2 separate regions of the Hordeum vulgare genome follow, and region 2 is linked to region 1. Evidence: chromatin contacts called from public Hi-C data. All regions are on one chromosome and are shown on one strand. The core of a region is the stretch at or near the end of the contact, and the rest is flanking DNA. Distances in the headings are between cores, read along the strand shown.

What was found. A called contact is a pair of places that touch in the nucleus more often than the background predicts.
Region 2: a Hi-C map of leaf shows a contact between it and region 1, with 4 times the contacts expected there. The contact joins the promoter of LOC123424929 here to the promoter of LOC123424918 in region 1. A contact is called at or near these places in 2 of 6 Hi-C or Micro-C datasets (leaf and seedling) and 1 of 1 datasets of contacts at active chromatin or transcription factors (embryo).

The regions. Positions count from the first base shown.
Region 1 is chr1H:74,779,381-74,782,080 of MorexV3_pseudomolecules_assembly, forward strand. It overlaps LOC123424918 (protease Do-like 2, chloroplastic), which reads left to right and starts at 1,263. Exons shown (of 21, transcript XM_045108606.1): 1 at 1,263-1,530; 2 at 1,629-1,760; 3 at 2,349-2,402; 4 at 2,655-2,700. The coding sequence starts at 1,366.
Region 2 is chr1H:75,193,446-75,196,321 of MorexV3_pseudomolecules_assembly, forward strand. LOC123424929 (histone H3.2-like) reads left to right here and starts at 1,513. Exons shown (of 2, transcript XM_045108617.1): 1 at 1,513-1,904. The coding sequence starts at 1,554.

The sequences.
Region 1 (2,700 bases), core at 13-2,512:
CTTGATTTTCTAGGAAGTTTTCGGGTGATATCGATGACCAGGATGAGGCACCTCAAGGTAAACATGAATAATGATACATGGGCGTGCCTACTAGAATTAACATAGGCTTCATATTGGGCGAGGGTTTATGGCATGCAGGGGTGGGGGCACCTACCTCGTTTCTCTTTTGGTTTTCAGTCCTGAATCTTTTGTATCTTTTGAACCAAAAGTGAAAATTATGTTTCCTTTGCATATTTGTGTCCTTGTGCTGAGGGCTTTCAAATAAGACCCCTTTTGAATATGTTTTGACAAGATTTTATAAATTTACCAAGTTTCAAGCGCTGAAATTTGATACGAGAACGACAAAATCAGTAAGTTCCATAAACTAAAATTTAGAACTTGTTGTCCCCTCATGCGGAAACCAAAACTTTGCGGATCACGAAGCAAACGTGCGGCAAGGTGGGCTGATCAGGTGTGTGTCCCTGTGAATTTCTGATTCATATATACAACCCTATAATATATCTCTTGGACACGCATCACGTGTAGGTTTTGAATTCTTGATAATGAATGCTATCACATTTTAAGACAAAATTACTCTTAAGGTTTTAGACATGCCGAATCGACTTTAAGCTTTTGCAAGTTTGTGGACTAAACCATCACATACATTGAAAGTTTATGGGTCTCTAATGATCTTGCCTCTTTATGAATAGTTTTCATGAAAATATAAATATTTATGTATATTAAACTAACTATTCATGTATTTGAAAAAAATGCACCCGTGTTTACCTAAAGATGTTCTTATGTGTGAAAATAAATGTTCATATTCTCAAAAAGATGTTCATAATGTGGAAAAACAATTCATTTGTTCCAAAATAAATGTTTATGTATCTCAGAGCAGATACTCATGTACATAAAAGCAAAACAAAAATCATAAGGGAAACAAACGAATAAGGAAAAAATGGTCAAGAAAAAACGTGCATTTATCTCGAAAAAATCATTTTTGTATTACCCAAAAGGTAAAAAAAAATACGTGTAAAAGGGAAAAGTTTTTTTTGTATATGAAAGTAAATTAATTAAAAACGTATTTTATTTTACAAACAAAATAAAACATAAAAGAGGAAAAAACAAAAAAATTGAGGAAAAAAGGAAAAACAAATAGAAATGGAAGTAGAGGAAGGGCTACATGGGCCGACAAGCGGGCTGGTATGCGGTACTTCTGGGCCTTCCGGGTCGCTCCACGAAGTCTTATCTCACGCGCCCCGCACGTGCTCCCCCCTGCTTGCTCCACTCTCTCTGAGGTCGAGGATAAGGAGCCGAGCTCCCTCGTCGCGGCGAGAGGGAAACCCAAATCAATCAAACCGCGCCCTCGAAGCACGCGCAGCAGCAATGGCGGCGCTCGCCGCCCTCTTCGCCTCCCCGGCCCTCCCCTTCCCCTCCACCTCCGCCTCCTCCTCCTCCCCACCGTCATGCTCCTGCCGCTTCCGCCCCGCCGTCGCCTGCGCGCCGCGCCACCCGCCCTCCTCACGCCGCGTCACGCGCCGCTTCGACGAGGTGCGCTTCTTTCGTGCGCTCGCCGCCCGTGCTCCCGAGTAACATGCCGAGGGACCTCTTGTCTGACGTGCCGGGACTCGTTTTGGGGTGGTTCGCAGGTGGAGGGGGCGTCCAAGAAACGGCGGGGCGGCGTCATTGGCGGTGGAGGCGGCGGCGGCGGCGGAGGGGGCTCGCTGGCGTCGTCAACGCGCAAGGATAAGGGGCTTTCCGTCGACTTCAAGGATCCGCAGGTGCGAAGCGCAATGAAATGCCATGTCTTTGGTTGTGCACATTGTACAGTGCTAAGAGTTTTAACTTTTAAGTAGAACTACTAGATTTCAATTTAGGATGGACATTCCAATTGGCTCCAAGTAGGCCATTTTATTGGCTGGGAGCTACTAGTATCGAATTGCTTCCTGGTTCTGTAAGCACGGCAGTGTTTGCTGTTTGGATTGGGTGGGTGTTTCGTACTACTACAATTCAGTACTCTCCGTTGTCGTATGTATCTGTTTTCGGGATATGCAAGTTGTCATTGCAGTCTTAATTGCCGCATTCACCATTTGATAGAGCCACGTTTCCTTTTGTTTGCCATGTAAGCTCACCGTTGCAGCAATTACACCTTCATGCCTATACTTTTGTCTAGAACCTCTCAACTCTCCTTCGACGTCTCTGAGATCCTTAATGTGTGTTCTTACTGTCCTGTGATCTATTTCTGTGGACGTATTAGCTATTGTGACTCTTATATCCACAAGTTTTTCTATTTTTTGTTGCATTTAGTGTTGTGATCGATGACATCATAAAAGTTGCATGGTTTTTCTGCTAACTATGTGTTGTGCTAGGTTGCGGATTTTGAGGATCTTGAAGAGGACAAATTCCTTAATGCTGTTGTTAAGGTGGGTCTCAATAATATTTCCTGGCTGTCAATTATGCTAGACACTGCTAGTTTAGTGCGGGAACTTGATGTGTGTGCTAGATGCTGCTTATGGTATTATAAATGTACTTTGTGTATAAGTATGTCTGTCAAGCATAGTGCTCTAGCCTGATCGAAGTCAAAAGGTCATTGTTACCTTGATTTTATGTTGTAGTGTTGTGCTTTGTTTTTATTAACCATGTATGTCGGGCTTAACTATTTGATCTCTTGTTAGGTCTACTGCACTCATATTAGACCTGATTATGGGCTTCCTTGGCAGA
Region 2 (2,876 bases), core at 263-2,762, 410 kb after region 1:
TCAGTTCAATTTTGTTTTCTACTTTAAATAATTTAGAACTTCAAACAAATTTTCTCAATTTTAAGAAACTGAGAATTTCGAAATAAAATATTCAAAAAAACATATTGTTTTTGAGAATTCAAAAACTACTCAGGAGTTTTGAAATTTTTTTGCGTATAAAAAATGTTTAAATGTTGAGAAAATGTCCATGAAATAAAAAGTCAACGATTTTAAACAAAAGTCCGTGTAAAAATCTTAAAAACAGTTCGTGCCTCTGTTTTTAGTCTCATTTTTTATTTTCATTTTTCTGTTCTAATTTTTAGTTTAAATAATTTAGAACTTTGAAAAACTTTTGCAATTTATAAAACTGGGAATTTTGAAATAAAAGTTTGAAGAAAAAAATAAAATGTTTGTGAATTCAAAAAATGCTCAGGATTTTTGTAAAAATATTCACATATTCAGAAAAATGTTCATAATTTTGAAAACAATGTTGATGAAAACAATAAAAGTCCAAGATTTTGAAAAAAAGTTTGTGTGTTATTTTTTGAGTGCAATTGAAAAAAATGTTTGCTAATTCAAAAAATGTTCATGCATTTCAAGAAATGTCCTAAAAATTTAAAGACATAATATAATCAGCATCATTGGAGATTATAATTGTTTTTCTCCCGTTGCAACACACGGTTCCTTTTGCTATAAAATCTAATAGAAGCAACTTAGTCATCCTTTTTGGCTACAATAATAGCGTGCAACAGTAGTTTTTTTTTTGACACTAAAACCCTGTTAGATTTTTATGCATGATAAATTTGACGTTTTCTATGGCAAATTATATTAACACGATGGTGTTAATTTTAGTTTGCAGGCACAATAATTTTCTTAAGAAACTATAAACTAAAATAAATTTGCCGCTAACTAAATTTATCATCCTTGAAGAACATAACTTGACATGAAAAATGTTACATCGGTCATATTGCCGCTAACTAAATTTATCATCCTTGAAGAACATAACTTGACATGAAAAATGTTACATCGGTCATGATCGAACGTTAGATTTCTAACAAAGTCTTAATTTTTTTAAATATATAGAATGCGTGGACGGCAAAAAACCAACATGATCACACCTTTCCTCTAACAGTCTCAACCCGTTCGTTTCGTCTGCGGCCAACACTACAAATCGGCATCCTATAAAATAAGAAAAAAATCCATGCAAAATTTCCTTAGAAAAAACACACGCAAAAAAGGAAAAAACAACACTACTAATAGCAGCAGTCCACTCACGACTCACCTCCACGGTCCGCCTGAGTCGTCTCCAACCAAATAAACCAATCAGAACGCGCGAACCATCTCCCCACGGATCACGCCCTCGATATCAGATCCTAACCGTTCACGAACCACACATCCAACGCTCCACAGTCCGTTCCGAAAAACCAAAACCCACGCGCGCTCCCCGCTCCAATCGCCCGCCCGCTCGGTGCTCGCCTCCTATTTAACACCGTCGCATCCCCATCTTCTTCCTCACTTCTCCAGTCCAATCTCCCTGACCTCCGACCTTATCGTCCTCCCGCCGCACCGACGACATGGCCCGCACCAAGCAGACGGCGAGGAAGTCCACCGGCGGCAAGGCGCCGAGGAAGCAGCTGGCCACCAAGGCCGCCCGCAAGTCCGCCCCGGCCACCGGCGGCGTCAAGAAGCCCCACCGCTTCCGCCCGGGCACCGTCGCGCTCCGGGAGATCCGCAAGTACCAGAAGAGCACCGAGCTGCTCATCCGCAAGCTCCCCTTCCAGCGCCTCGTCCGGGAGATCGCCCAGGACTTCAAGACCGACCTCCGCTTCCAGTCCTCCGCCGTTTCCGCCCTGCAGGAGGCCGCCGAGGCATACCTCGTCGGGCTCTTCGAGGACACCAACCTCTGCGCCATCCACGCCAAGCGCGTCACCATCATGCCCAAGGACATCCAGCTCGCCCGCCGCATCCGTGGCGAGAGGGCCTAAGCTCCGTTCGCCGTCGTCGTCGTCGTGTGTTAGTTAGATCCTTGTTAGGCTGTGTTCGTTGGTGGAAATGTGCGTGCTGGTAGTGTTTCAGAACTGAACCTTAGTTGTTCTTCTCATGGTGGATGTGCTCTATCTAATCTGATGGTACCATCTTGTTGTCATCAGCAATAGAAATGAAAATGTCGGCTTTCTGTTCTCAACCATCTGTGTCTGAATGCCTGCTTCAGCCTGCATGTGAGCCGTTCTTCTTGAATGTAATTTCACCAAATTGTCGAATTCCTTGCCTGTTTTAGATAGCATGTTCTACATATTTCTTATTTGGTCCTGAATTAACATTCGACTGTCAAATTTTGTAATGAGTAATCTGGTTAGCTGCCTCTGAACTCGAACGAACGAACAGTTGAGATGGTACCTGAAAACTGCTTGTCCCCTAGTGTGGTCGTCTTCAGTGCGTCTATCGACCAGTTGCATGACAGTGCCGGTATGTTTGATGTTCAGTGCACATATTCTCTTGGAAGCATCTCTACTTTGCCTAATTATGCTGCTACCCCGCAAGTCTGAACCATGCTCTGAACTAGGAGTACAAGTTACTTGGTGTCTTGTCTTCAGATCTTACAGGTTCGGGAAAGGCTTCAGGCTTCCACACCGTGACTGCAATATTTGTTGCATCACCCACAATTCCTAAATAACGCACCAGAACATCCAGGAGGCGCTGTCCACAATTGATAAAAATCTCATGGTCGAAACAACAGTTGTTTGCCTGATGTTCTGCTCTCAATGGATCGGCCATTGCTTTGTTTGGATAGACTATAGAGTATCCTCAACACTGGTTACAGTCAGGGGTATAAAGAGAACATGTCCTATCCCAAACATGTGAAATGTCCTTTCGGTTTTAGCTACTACTGTGTTCTT